Linked DNA regions of Mus musculus: regions 1, 3 and 4 are each linked to region 2. The links are chromatin contacts, called in public Hi-C and promoter capture Hi-C maps. All regions are on one chromosome and are shown on one strand. Each heading gives the region's core, a stretch centred on a gene start, on an enhancer-like site or on the middle of the called end of the contact. The rest is flanking DNA. Distances are from core to core; before and after follow the strand shown. Region 1 holds the start of Tpr (translocated promoter region, nuclear basket protein). Region 2 holds the start of Smg7 (Smg-7 homolog, nonsense mediated mRNA decay factor (C. elegans)). Region 3 holds the start of Ier5 (immediate early response 5). Region 4 holds the start of Stx6 (syntaxin 6).

Region 1 (3,242 bases), core at 529-3,028, 2.5 Mb before region 2:
GGAAATCTGACTCCCACTTCTCAAGTCTGCACACATGTAGCTTGTTCACACAAATATACACACCAAACGATAATAAATCCAAAAATCTTTTGAGAAAAGAAAAGAAGGAACAAGAGTCCCAGCCAGATATGGTGGTGCAAGCCTGGAATTGCTGTACCCTTGAGGATGAAACAGACTTGGCGCTTTGAGCTGGAGGCCAGCCAAAGCTATATAGTGAGTTCTGGGACAATCTGATCTAAAGAGTGAAACCCTGCCTGGAAAGACACAGGAAGAAAACAAAACAACAATAACAAATATAATTACCAATTGCCATGAGAAAGCAAAGTTACTTCTCACTCTTGGGATAAGGAAATAAGGATACCATTCAACACATCTAATTTCTTATTTTAGATCTACTCCTTAGCTGCATTCTCTATGACAATTTATTGGTGAACTTCGATATTCTTGTTTCTAAAATATGGAAGCTGAATTTCTGATTAGTTCATTAAGAGGAGAGAGACTCAAATTTGTTTACCCAATAGTGACTGTAAAACGACTGTTTTCTACAAATTGTGCAAGGTGGGAAGGCACAAATGTGTGATTGCTGCTATGAGACAACTCCTAATAACAGCCACTTAGGTAACCAGTCTGCAATGACAATTATCTATATTGCTTCAATTCTACACGGGACATTTTTCTAAGGACTTCACATGTATTGATATTTAATACAAATTCCTGCACGGTAAGTACTATTATTGTCGTCTCCGTTTTATACATAAAGAAATCAAAAAGAAATGTTAAATAACTCCTCCAAATGACTAAAGTAGTGAGTGTGAAAGGTGGGATTTAAGTTCTCTCAATCTGTTTTGCTTGCGGTGGCAATGATACTCAGCCCTTCAATTGAATCATTGCAGGAACATCTCCTGTTCTCATCTCCTGTCCTCTTCTTCAGCTTGTGAATTCAGTTATGAATCTCCTACTAATTTAATCCCTCCCATCCCCTTCATTAAGACAGAGCCTGACTCCTAACACAGGCTGTCCTGGAATGATAACCCCCCCACCTCTTAATCCCTGTAGCTGACACCACAGGCATGTGCTCTCCTTATTTTCAATCAAAAGGCAACAAATTCTTCCAGAAAAGTACCCAGCCATGAAACGAAGTACACGCTGATATTGCTGAGTCGTGTTCGGGAAACAGACATAGTTCTGTTACTGTGGCAAAATGACAAGTGTCTCAATAAAACTGTCCTAAAAATGTTAAAATTAAAAACGTCAACATCAGACATTTGCCTGCAATGTCATCTTACTACATAAACAACAAAATTTGATTTTTTTTCTGTTTAAAATATTAACCAGACTACTTTAATTTCGCACTAAGTCATTCGGTACCTCACACCCACAAAAGCATGTAGGTACCAGGTTTGACACTAAGCTAATCTCCTCCGAACAGGGCTTGAGTGTGCACCAGTGACTGACTGTTCCATATGGTCCCTAAATCCTTTCTTTTCTCCCCGAAAAGGAAGCTGGTGGTGCCCGGGTGCACACATATTCCTTGGCCGACTAACTTGATCTCAGAATGTGCACATGTGGCAAATAAATCCCTGGAGCTTTCTGTCAGCGAGAGAACTCGAGTTAGGGTACAAGTAGCTACCTTCAAAGGCCAGGTGCCACTCAGGTCCCCACGTCCACAGCCAATGATCTCATCAGAAAGCGACAGCAGAGACACTTCCTACTCCAAACGCGGGTCGCGGCCCCAACGGGTGCAGACTGATGACGCAAGCCGTCCCGCACCCATCTCCGCAGCTCTTCTACCCAAGCGAGGGAGGCCTGCACCCCGCCCCTCTCGGGGCACCGTTAAGATCGTGGCGGTAGCCCAGAGCCTGTCGAGACACCCTGCCGTGACCCATGACCTCTGGTGGCTCGGCTTCTAGAAGTGGCCACAGAGGAGTACCCATGACATCCCGGGGTTTTGACGGTAAGGTCGTCTTGCTCCTCCGGGATAAGGACGAGGGTGGCTGCGTACTTATGTAGCGCCCCCGCGCGGGCACTCGTCACAGCCATAGGAGGCGAGCCGGGGGCGGGGAGAAAGAAGGAAGTGGGGCGAGAGGTGCGGCCTGAGCGCGCGTAAGCGGGTGAGAAATACACTACATTTCCCAAGAGTCTCTGGGGCTGGAAACCGGTGAAATCCCCAAAAAACTGGGGCCGAGGCTGCTGTGAACTCGCTTTCCCAGCGTGCCTAGCTCCCGGTGGCTGCGTGCGCAGAGAGGGCGCGGCGGCGCGGCTCTGGCTGCACCTAACGCGGGACTCTCTTTCCCAGGGTCCCGCCGCGGGAGTCTCAGGCGGGCAGGCGCGCGAGAGACCGCGAGCGAGGCGGCGGACGGGGCGGCTCCGGCGGCTGGGCTCCGCGCTTCTCCTTGCTCCTTGGCTTCTCCTTCAGCCGCTGCGGCTGTTGCCGCGATCCCGGCCGACATGGCGGCGGTGTTGCAGCAAGTGCTGGAGCGCCCGGAACTGAACAAACTGCCGAAGTCGACGCAGAACAAACTTGAGAAGTTCCTGGCCGAGCAGCAGTCCGAGATCGACTGCCTGAAGGGGCGGCACGAGAAATTTAAGGTGGAGAGTGGTAAGTGTGGAGACGCTCTTCGCGCTCCGGTCTGGAGCTGGGGCCCGACCTCCTTTGCACGCCTGCCCTCTTCTCCCTGGTGAGGTGTTCAGGTAGCAGCTTCTCAGGCTCCATGTGCAGCGGAGGCCTTCTCTCTTCTCCCCGCTGTGTGGTTTAGATCGGGGGGCGGGGGGATCCTCCCCGATCTAAATCCACCTTCGTTTACCTCGGTTTCCTTTTACTAAGCGTAGTCTTCTGTGGAAACTCCTCAATGGGCCCACCGACAGAAACTGGAGAATTTGGCCCAGTTTGCACCAGATTTTTAGGACTATGCAATCCTAATCTAATGTTGTTTTGCTGTACTTTAAATGACAGTTAAGCGCCCCCCCCCCAGTTTGTTTGTTTTTAAACTGGATTTATAAGCCTTTACCCATTTCCCCCCTTTAGTGCCTTGTTTTAGTGTGTATAGCACCCTGTGATCTAATAATGCAGTAGATGGTCGCGATGAGGAATTTGTATACAAAAGGACGGTACTAGAAAGAGCAATGAAATGCGATAAATGAATATATGGTGGTTCTCCCAGAGCGTTGAGACTTGATAGGAAATATATAATAAAAATATCTGCTTGTACGTTCTTGTCGTTGCTTTTGTATAAGGAAATTAG
Region 2 (3,371 bases), core at 648-3,147:
CTACAGGTGAACAACCAACCAATCAATGAATCATAGGAGTAGAAAGAGCAGATGAACAAAGAGAGCCTTTCCTATTTCCCTCAACTGCTCAGGTCATCTAGGACTCAAAAACATGGTACCTTTTTGTGGTGATAGCTACATTAGTCTGTGCTATTAATTTACTCACACACTGGATATTATCATGTAATTTCCTTAAGATTAAGAACTGTCCTGGTAGTTTCTATTTTTTTCTACTGCACCTATATATTCACAGCTCACTGTAAAGTTTACTTAATGCAGTAATAAGGGTAACAGAGGAAAAAAAAGAGAATGCCACCTTATAATATCAGGCATACACATTGTGCTAAACTCTGGAATTCATGCATCAAAGATTCAGAGATCCCACCACTCTCTCTCCAGTGTAATGAATAACTACTTTCAAAGACAGAATAGCCACTCTGTTTACCACAGAACAACATCAATTCTCTTGCAATATAAATATATATATGGGACCACTCTTAACACATCGACTTCCACATCACTTATGTCTAAACAGCTAAAGAAAATCTTACTCAGTTATCTACCCATTCAATTCTCTTCTCCTCAAGGTTTCAACTCACTTTTTAAAAGTATCTTCCCAAATAAGACCTGCTATTTAAAAGAAAAACACTGTTCCTGAAAGACAAAAAGGCCAGTTTGTAAGTTCCCAGTCTTAGCAACTCCTCCATTAGCCTCAGGCACTAGCAACCTTATTTCCCATTGTGAAGGCTGTATTTTCCCCTCTAGTTTCCTCCAAGCTCTCACTCAAAATCCGTCAAACTATTCTGACTGCACACCAGCTGCTGTCTTTCCATTCAAAATGTTCTCGACGTCGGTGTTAATGCATGTGAGTCTTCTTTAAGTGTGCATCAATCCCTGCTTCCCCTCCCTTACCCCAGACACTCACACACACACACACACACACACACACACACATACACATACACACGCACGCACCCCCAGTACCCATGGGTCACTCTATCTCCTTCATACAAGTTCCTTACATCGCACCTAATGAATGCACACGACTCTCAGAATGGTATCTTCCAACTACAGTTTCTTTCGAGAACATCACCTTGTTCGTAGCACCTCCCTCTTCCCTCGTCTCCCCATCCTTTTTCCCCCTTTCCGGGCTCTCCGACCCCTCTAACTCTGGACAGAAGGCATTATTTCTCCTCCTTCCAGCCCGCGACTAAAGAACAAGCTCGCGTTTCCTGCGGGCTCCCCTTCCTCTCATTTGCCCTCCAGAATGCGCCCTCCCAACCCCCAGGTGTGCCGACTTCCATCCTCCTCTCTCCTGCATCGCCCCGGCCAGCACACCACGTTTCCCGGGCCGTGGGCTCCAGACCCCTTCACACCCACCTCGACTCTGGGTCGCTGCCGGCTCTCCTCTCCCCTACCCCGGCCCCGCAGCCTGCGACCAGAGGCGCGCGCGCGCGCGCGCACACGCACACACACACACTCACACACACGTTCTCGTCTCCCGCTTCCCCAACCTCCCTCCGCTCCTCGCCCGGCTTCCCCCGGAGCGCGGCTCGCCCGGCTTCCCGGGGGCCAGGCAGCCATGTGTGTGCCCGCCCCCTCCCGCAGCCGCCCGCTCGGCCCCGCGCTCGGCCTCCCCGCCCTGGGGACAGAAGGACGCCGCGACTCCCCCACCGCTTCCGAGTCCGCCGGTCCTCGGCCCCCCGAGAGCCTCCCCTTCCCCCGTCGCCACCACGCCTCGGCCAAGCTCCGGCGCTCACCGGAGATACTGCGCGCTCTGCAGGCTCATCCTCCGCCGCCGCGTCTCGCCGCGAAGCCTCCGTGGGTCTCTCAGGCTCCTCGGAGCGGCCCCGCGGCCCCGCGGGTGCTGGCGGTCGCCGCCATCTTCCTCTCCTCCGACTCCTCCTCGCTTGGCGCGGGGTGGGGGGGGGGGAGAGTGAGTGAGGCGAGGGGGAGGGAGTTGGGGGGAGCGGCTCCGGCAGCGGCTGCGGCTCTGGCCTGTGGGGCGCAGGGACGCTCCGGCTCCGGAGGGGGGGGGGAAAAAGAAGGGGAAAGGGGCGGGGAAAGAGGAGGGGAGAAGCAGAGGAAGGAAGTCGGGTTCGCTCTCGCGAGACTTCAGCAGCGCCGGTCCCTCTGGGTGCTTTCCGCCGCTCTGTAGCGCTCCCTCTTGGGATCGGCGAGCGGTGCGGTGCCCGCGCGCCGGCCGAACGATCCGGTGCTGGTGCCCGGCGGCCTCCTAAGGCTCCGTCCTGTTCCTCCCGGGCGCGGGGGCGGCCCCCGGCTCACCGCGGACATCGAGCCCAGAGCAGCCCGGAGTCACACTCAAAGCCTTCCGCCCGGCCACCCGCCCACTTCTCACTTCCTTCCTTCTTTCTTTTTTTTTTTTTTCCCACTCCTCCACTTTCCCCGCCGGAAACGCCACCCCTTCCTCCTACAGTTCCGCCCGCCAATTCCTCGACTCCGGTCGTCCCCTCGCGCGCCGGAGAGTGACGCAGAGGCCTCCCCCGTTTCAGCCGCCCCTCCCCGGGCACTCTGGGAGAAGGTTGGGGGGGGGGGGGGGAATAGGGCGGAGCCCAGGGAGAAATAGAAAGGAAAACCAATCCGATTGGGCAGGCCGCTGCCATGGAAACTGGAGGCTGTGGTTGTATTGTCATAGTAACTGCCGTGTGTAGACAGGGTGACCCTCCCGTAGAGAAACGGGTTCCCTGGAAACTGCCCAGGATTCCCCACTTGGATTCCCTGCCTTTTTAAAAGCCAGAAGTCGAAATGGTTATCCGAGTAGGAAAGTCCATTTCTTCCTCCCTTACTCTCCCAGCAAAAATTGGGGGAGACCCCGAAGCATTCATTTTAGGCATTGCCAGTCCCCCAAGGGTGGAAACCACCTCCATCGTTGCCTATCTGAGCCGGGTAGGGAGAGGGCCGGGCCCGAGAAGAAAAGGCAGGTTATGAAGGCCGGCGGCGAGTGGGTGGGAACGAGAAAGCGAGGGCGATGCTGCGAAGTCAGAGGAAAGGGAAGGGGCTTCCCCACCACTGTTTGAGGCTGGGCAGCGGGATCCCGCCAGAAGCGGGTCCCTAAGGGAAGAGACGGGCACATGACAACCGAGATGCGGCTCCGGCGATCGCGAATGTTCGACTTTTTGTAGCCGGTCGACCCTTGCCTAATTCCTACTCGATATCACCGGCGAGACCTCCCGTAGGCGACTTAGTGAGAGCTCGAACCCAGCCTAGGAGGCTAACACGCAGTTCTTAGGCATTTAGAATGGAGAGCGATCAGAAAGGCTGATGACGTTCTTTCCAGAGGTACCCTCAGAGAGAAAAGACGCTCCGTCATCGAAGGTTGATCTCCAAAGACCCCCTCCTCAAAAACATCT
Region 3 (3,326 bases), core at 666-3,165, 2.2 Mb after region 2:
TAAACACTTTTTAAAAGCACTGTGTAGTAAGTTCTGAGCTAGAGCTTTTAAAAAATATATCTTTTCTCTATAAACTCCGTATTTCCAAGCTTGAACTCTTCTGTGAAGTTCAGCAAGCTTTTTTTCCCCTGTGGGGAATTGAAGGTCCCTTAATGTTCTGCTTTCCCAGAGTAATCACAGGGTAGAAGCGCTTCTTCTGTGCCAGAGAAAGGATGGGGAGGGAGAAAAATAATACAAGTCTCTACTCCAGACGAACTCCCTCTAGTCTGAGGAAATCCTGTGAGAAAACGCCACTCCGCGCCCCGGTGCGGTCGTAGCTTTCATGAGAGAGAGGTGTGTGTAAAGTCCCTCTCTCCCCCAAGATCGAACGGGGAACTCCCCTTCCTCGAGCCTTTCTGCAGCTTCCTTTTCTGTGCTGCTGGCAGAGGAAAGTCCCTGTCTGCACCCCCAAAGTCTCAAGCCCCGGGGAAGGGGTGGTGCATTCCAGAATCACAGAACAGTCTCAACACAAGACAAACTTACACACGGACACACACAGATACAAAAGTTAACGATCGATCGTCCTCTTCCAATAAGCCTCCAACTCTAGGTCTCAGGATGAGACTCGAGAGCCACGGCCCAGCCGGGCTGCCCCTTCTGGGGCGATGTGCTGCCCGGCAGCAACCAGTCTCCCCTACGCGCCCAGCGCCTACGGTCTCGGCTCGTCCTCGCGGCCGGGAGAGGCCCCGGCCGCACTTCGGGGACTCCCGCTGCTCAAGCTCCAGCCACTCGGGTCCCGGGGGCTCAGAAGGCCACGATGGCTGTGCTCCAGGGGCTCATGTCTCTCAGCACCGGCTTGTCGCAGCAGATCTGCCCCGGCTCGGCGGCTTCCGGGCCGCCCTCCTCCGCCTCCTCTTCCTCTCGGCCGCCTGCGGGGCTTTTCCGTAGGAGTCCCGAGAAGCTAGACCCGAAGATGCTGATGAGGTTTGCCACGTTCCCGGTCTCCATCTCCTCGTCGGTGTCGTCCTCGCCGGTGACTGGCTGCTCCTCCGAGTTCCGGCGCGGCTTCTTGAGAGGGGTAGAGCCGGGTGCCGAGCAGCTCGCGCGGCCGCCACCCACTCCCGCTGCGCCACGCTTCCTGGGACACGGGGCGGGTGGCGCGGGGGACCCGTCCTCGGAGGACCGCTCCTCCACGGCCGGGGGACAGCCGCACGGGCGGCGCACTGCCCGGGGCCCCTCGGGGCACGCGTCCGAGCCACCTCCTGAAGACGCCGCGCGCGGACGCTCCACGCGGCCCCAAGCAGCTGCCGCCGAGTCCTCCTCTCCGCCCCGGAGAGCTTCCCCCGATCCGGCCACCGCGGCCACCGGTTCTGAGCTTCCCGCTCCGGGCGTGTGGCACACGGAGGGACGCTGAGGCTGAGGCTGCGGCTGAGGCTCGGGCTCCGGCCAGGCGGCACGGGCGACCGGCGGGGGCGGCTCTCCCCAGCCGGAGGGTGGCCCGGCTACAGGCTCTCCAGGCTGCTGAGGCGGCGGCACCGCCGGGGTCCCCGCAGGGCCAGCCAGGTAGAGGCCAGGGCAGGGGTCACTCAGGTAGACTTGGCGGGCGCTGCGCAGCACCAACGACACCAAGAGGTTCTTGTGCAGCTTGATGCCGCCGCGCTGGACCCGCGAGTTGTAGATCTTGCCCAGGGAGATGCTGACGATGCGGTGAGCCTCCAGCTTGAACTCCATCCTGCCTTCGCTTCCAGACGATAGGGTGAACGCCTGCTTGCCTTCTGAAGCTGCGAGAGGAGCTGTAGGCGGGATCAGGTCTTCCTCTGTGGTTGTACCCTCGGCGTCTGAAAGCTCGGTGGAGAAAAGACCTGGTGACGCGTAGTCCCCCTCCGCCGCTTCCCTTCAGACAACAGAACCGTTCTGAGCCGGACTCTAAACTGAGCGCTGCGGGGCCACACTGCACCTTATATATGCTCCTCGAACGCCAATCACAAAGCGCCGCTAACCGTTCTGGGCGGGCAGATGTGCCTCGTGCTCCGCCCCCGACCAATCAGAGGCAGAGGAGGGGCCCCAGGGCCTGTTCAAACGTTAGTCCCGCGGAGCAAGCTCTTAAAGGGGGAGATTGCAGGCAGCCCATTGATCATGTGCGGTGGGATTTGTGTTCAGAGGCGTTGATAGAGGAGAACGAGGCCCACAGAACTGTATGTAGTAAGGGATTCCGCTTTGTGATGTACCTTAGCACACTGACTGGAACTTTCATTCGTTTAGTGTGCTGGAATCTACTGCACAATAAAATTCAGTTCCTTTCATACACAATTTCCAGCTGCTCATAGCTGTTTCAGCTGTAATTTCTGGTCATTCTTGGCAGAAATGGAAGCGATGACAATATATGACAACTAGCACGATATATTTGAGATATTATGTTGGAGTTAGCCCCTTTCCCATTAGCGTTATACTCAGCATTTAACTACAAACAAAAGGGAACGTTCTAGAAATACCCAAGCTTCTGCCTTATGAAGGAACAGAATTCAGGTACAACGTTGTTTGTTCTCACCTAAAGCTGGCATCTTTCATTTCGTTCCCCAGATTCTCAGTTATCACATATTTTAAATGGAAGATGTTACCTATTTCTCCACAATGGTTTTCTTTGTTTGTCTGTTTGTTTAATACCCCCCCCCCACACACACACACAATAAGTAACTGATCTATTTTGGGGGAAATCTAGTAAGTTCTAAAAATACAAATAAGTTCTGGTTTCCCATGTTGATTATGTAAATTGTTTTTTGTCAAGTATGGGGGGAGGGTTCCTAAAATTTTTCTGGTCAGTCAATGTAGTCCCATCCACTGAGTCTTGCAAATCCCTGTCAGAAGGACCATGACAAGATTGTACTGGTGCCTGATGGCTCTGTAAATTGCCTTATGGCCCTGAAGTTTCAAATATAAAATGAAGAAATCACAGATACACCTTCTTTATTACACAGAAGATAAATGGCAACTCTCAGAGTCAATCTAAATAATAAAGTTAACCACAGCTTACACGGTGTCTATGTGAAAGGTTTGCCTGACCCTACAATAGGTTTGGCCATTTACATGGAAGAAATACTAGTGAGAGGTAGGCTTGATTAAGAGCCAGTTCACAACCAGGATGCCTTCAGATCTGATGGTTTGGGGGATGCTAACTTTGGCCACTATTACTGCTACAACTGAAGCCCAGAGTCCCTCCCTTCTAGGAATTCTCAGCCCACATAGAGAAGGAGAGAAAATAATTATAACATGTAGCAACAGCAACATATGTTCAGTAATAGCATGAGGTTCTTCTCCGTTTTCTCTCTTGGAAAATCTTTTTTATTTTA
Region 4 (3,287 bases), core at 509-3,008, 2.3 Mb after region 2:
GCCACAGTGTTGGGCTGTATCTCCCTGCTGCTACTGACCCCTCTACCCCAGCTCTCTTTTCTGGCCTGAGAGGCTGCCCTGCTTGTCTACATCACTGATCCTTCCTGCCTTTAGCCACTGTTTAGGAGCCTCCCAGCCCAGCCCCACACACCCACAAAATACGCTGGTATCTCAGCTCTGCTATCTAGGCTGTGCATTTCTCCAGTTACCTGTGCCCTCTCATTATCTGGAATTGAATACTCCTCTCCACAGGCCTGGGAGCTCCTTGGGGACAAGAGTATTCATCTCGGAGTCCTTAGTGCCCTGAGCAGAGTAAAGAAGCTCAGGTGTGCTGGATTTTGCCAATACTTTGTACACTGTAGGAGAAAGATGTTACTATGGTATCCATCCAGAGACAGGACAGTCAACAATTAAGAACCTGGCTTGACACGGCTTCTGGGACTAGCAGAGCTGAGGTTTGACCTTCAAGGATCAGGCTCATCTGCTCTTCCACTTACATGCCATTGTCAATGAACATTTTATCTCTGAATTTCAGTAGGTAGGTAGCCAAAGCCTGCAACTCTCCCGGCAGCTCCCCTTCCCGACACCTGCCACCCACCGCTCCTTCAGGAGTTCAGAGAAGCCTGGCGTCTTTGACTTTTGCTTCTCACTTCTCTTCTCCTCCCTTCCTCTATCATGTCCTCTTGCTGTCCTCTAAACAACAGCTTCCTTCAGGGGTCCCTGACGGCATTGGGGCCTCAGAGTTCACATAACATTCCTCCTACTCCACCCCTACACATCCTGGCTGTCCTAGAACTAGCTCATTAGACCAGACTGGCCTCAGACTCATAGAGATCCATCTGCCTCTGCCCCTTGAGTGCGGGTCTTAATGGTGTGTGCCACCACCACCTTACATCTTAAAGATGAGGAATTGAATGGGGGACTTCAGGTTCAAAGGGAATTTGTTTGATGCAAGCTCCAAGGAGACTAAAGAATTTGGCTAAGTCACGTAACCTCTCGGAGTCCAAGCTCATTCATAAAATGAAGATGATAAATAATAGGAATGTGACAGTGAGATAACTTAGAATCCTGTCCAATGCTCAGTCACTGCTCAGTGATTATCAATAATCAAAGGTCACAGTTCTCATCCAAGAAGTTACGCACAGTGTGTCTAATTGTGCCATATAAAATGCTCTGGATGTTCTGCAATCGTAGTTGAAAGGAAGTGATCCCGTCTGGCTCCTTCTTTGCTTTCAGAATGAAGTACAAATGTCCGGGATCTGTGGATCTGTGTGTCTGGGGTTGTGTGACCCTGTACAGGAAAGAATGAAGTCTCTAACAAATTAGAAACAGTAGGATCGTCCTCCAAAAGAGTATTGATTGAGGATGTTTATACAGCCTTTACACACTGCATGACCTAAGACCTTACCATAATCAGATCTTTTGAGAATCCTTTAGTGCAAGACGATGATTAGATGGGCATGTAAATCACAGGGAGTTAAAAGCAAGTATTAAAAGTAGAGAAAAGGTAAAAGGTCTATGCAAATCAGACACAGCAACAGCTTTCTTAAAATCCTCATTGCCTTCTCCAGGCAGCAGAAGACCGCCCCCACTATCCAGAGCCCCGCCTCTCGGGCCTAGTGACGCAAGCTAGGCTCCGCCCCTCTCCGGCGCAGGGCCTGGGCGATCTGGGTCACGTGAGCCTGAGTGCGGAAGTGAGGCTGCGGTACGCGTCCATGATTGGTAGTGGCGAAGGTTCTGGGGGCGGGGCCAGACGCCGGAGGTGCCGGGGGAGGAGGCTGCCGTGGGGGCCGGCTTGGAGTGGGATTCGACCCGCGGCGCTGACCGACTGCTGGACCGACGGCCGACGGGCACCCGGGTCTGCGCGCACTGCTGCTCCGGGTCGCCCCGGCCGAGGCGCTGGCCACGGTAGACCTCAGGGAGGGCTCGGGCTGCCGGGCCGGGCGCCATGTCCATGGAGGACCCCTTCTTTGTAGTGAAGGGGTGAGTGTGGGCCGAGGACTCCCGCCTCAGAGAGAGGGGAGGGAAATCGAGGCAGGGCGACACAGCCTCTGTGCTCGGACACCGCGCGTCGTTTGGGGCCGGGCCCCTGGGGTCCCACTATCGGCCCGCACCGCCACTTCCTCGGGGTCGCGCGCCGCAGGTGGGGAGCGACGCGCCGGAGCCGGCCGACAGCATCTGGGCAGGAAAAGGGAAATGGCCCTCTTGGAGTGGGCGTGCGCGGGGGCGAGCTCCATTGTGGAGTCGTGGAGCTAGCTCGGGACGGCCACCCCGCGGCTTGCCCGGTAGTGTCCAGCGGGTGCGGGAGCCGGTGCGGGAGGACGCGCGCTTTCCCGGGGGAGGAAAAGTCCTCCAGGCCGGGTGCTGATGTTGGAAGGAAAACAATATGCAATCAGCCAAACCAAACTTTCCGAGGGTTTCTTGTGAGCCACCGGGGTTTTCCCACCGTGTCGAAGGAAATGAGTGTTTCTATTGAACTCCTTGGTTTCATCCTGGGTGTTTGACAGGTTTCCCTCACTTCACGTTCTGCCTTTTTAGAAGCCTACTGCCCTCGTTTTGCGACAGAACTGTCCTGACTCCATCTTTGTTTATCTGTTGGGAGATGAAAACATCAATTGCACTTTGTTGTATCAACTTTGTAGCCATTACACAAAAGCAAGAAAGCGCAATTATGATGTCGCAACTTATTTCTAATAATGTGTCAGTTTTATGCTTTGAATGTCAGAGAAATGTCAAAAATCTGAGAACTGCGAAGTTAAGACAGAGTAAGTTCTACTGACTGCAAAGTGTTCTTTGCTTTTAACTAGTTGCTACTTGCATCTTACTTGTATAGTGGTAAAAGCTGACCAGTTGTGTGGGTGTTTGTTTTTGTATTTAAGAGTCCTGGGAAACTTAAAATGAGATACTTTACTATCCTTGGTGTGTACAGTCAATGCACAATCAAATATATTATGACTGCTTTTTTTTTTTTTTTTGGCTTTTTGAGACAGAGTTTCTCTGTGTAACTCCCTTGAACTCACTGAGATCTGCCTGCCTCTGCTTCCTGAGTGCTGGGATTAAAGGCCAGCTTGGCTAAGATTGTCTCTACGTTTCCTTAAAAGGGTTTTTCTTTTGCCTTGCTTTAATTTAGTCGGGGAATAGGAAGGTATATATTTAACAGTAAAATCTGCCTACCTGGAAATTGTGTTCTATATTATGGAATTGATTAAGATTTTAGTTGGTTTTGTTTTTAAATTTAGAGTTAGAGTTGTATACTTTTCCCTTGAATGGAAGGGTTTTCTTGGGTT

The links. A called contact is a pair of places that touch in the nucleus more often than the background predicts. Capture Hi-C pulls out chosen DNA fragments and counts their contacts.
Region 1: a contact with region 2 is called in a promoter capture Hi-C map of liver, with 5 times the contacts expected there. The contact joins the promoter of Tpr here to the promoter of Smg7 in region 2. A contact is called at or near these places in 3 of 39 promoter capture datasets (erythroid cells and liver), 3 of 484 Hi-C or Micro-C datasets (B cells, CD8 T cells and regulatory T cells), 3 of 115 datasets of contacts at active chromatin or transcription factors (CD4 single positive thymocytes, astrocytes and double positive thymocytes) and 1 of 9 other capture datasets (liver).
Region 3: a Hi-C map of CD8 T cells shows a contact between it and region 2, with 12 times the contacts expected there. The contact joins the promoter of Ier5 here to the promoter of Smg7 in region 2. A contact is called at or near these places in 1 of 39 promoter capture datasets (liver) and 1 of 484 Hi-C or Micro-C datasets (CD8 T cells).
Region 4: a Hi-C map of CD4 T cells shows a contact between it and region 2, with 4 times the contacts expected there. The contact joins the promoter of Stx6 here to the promoter of Smg7 in region 2. A contact is called at or near these places in 2 of 39 promoter capture datasets (both in liver) and 1 of 484 Hi-C or Micro-C datasets (CD4 T cells).

The regions. Positions count from the first base shown.
Region 1 is chr1:150,391,060-150,394,301 of GRCm38.p6, forward strand. It overlaps Tpr (translocated promoter region, nuclear basket protein), which reads left to right and starts at 1,779. Exons shown (of 52, transcript NM_133780.3): 1 at 1,779-1,954; 2 at 2,297-2,599. The coding sequence starts at 1,885. Odr4 (odr4 GPCR localization factor homolog) reads right to left here and starts at 1,996. Exons shown (of 14, transcript NM_145511.2): 1 at 1,631-1,996.
Region 2 is chr1:152,900,749-152,904,119 of GRCm38.p6, forward strand. It overlaps Smg7 (Smg-7 homolog, nonsense mediated mRNA decay factor (C. elegans)), which reads right to left and starts at 1,898. Exons shown (of 23, transcript NM_001160256.1): 1 at 1,761-1,898. The coding sequence starts at 1,789.
Region 3 is chr1:155,097,721-155,101,046 of GRCm38.p6, forward strand. Ier5 (immediate early response 5) reads right to left here and starts at 1,916. Exons shown (of 1, transcript NM_010500.2): 1 at 1-1,916. The coding sequence starts at 1,710. The coding sequence ends at 784.
Region 4 is chr1:155,156,945-155,160,231 of GRCm38.p6, forward strand. Stx6 (syntaxin 6) reads left to right here and starts at 1,759. Exons shown (of 8, transcript NM_021433.3): 1 at 1,759-1,983. The coding sequence starts at 1,949.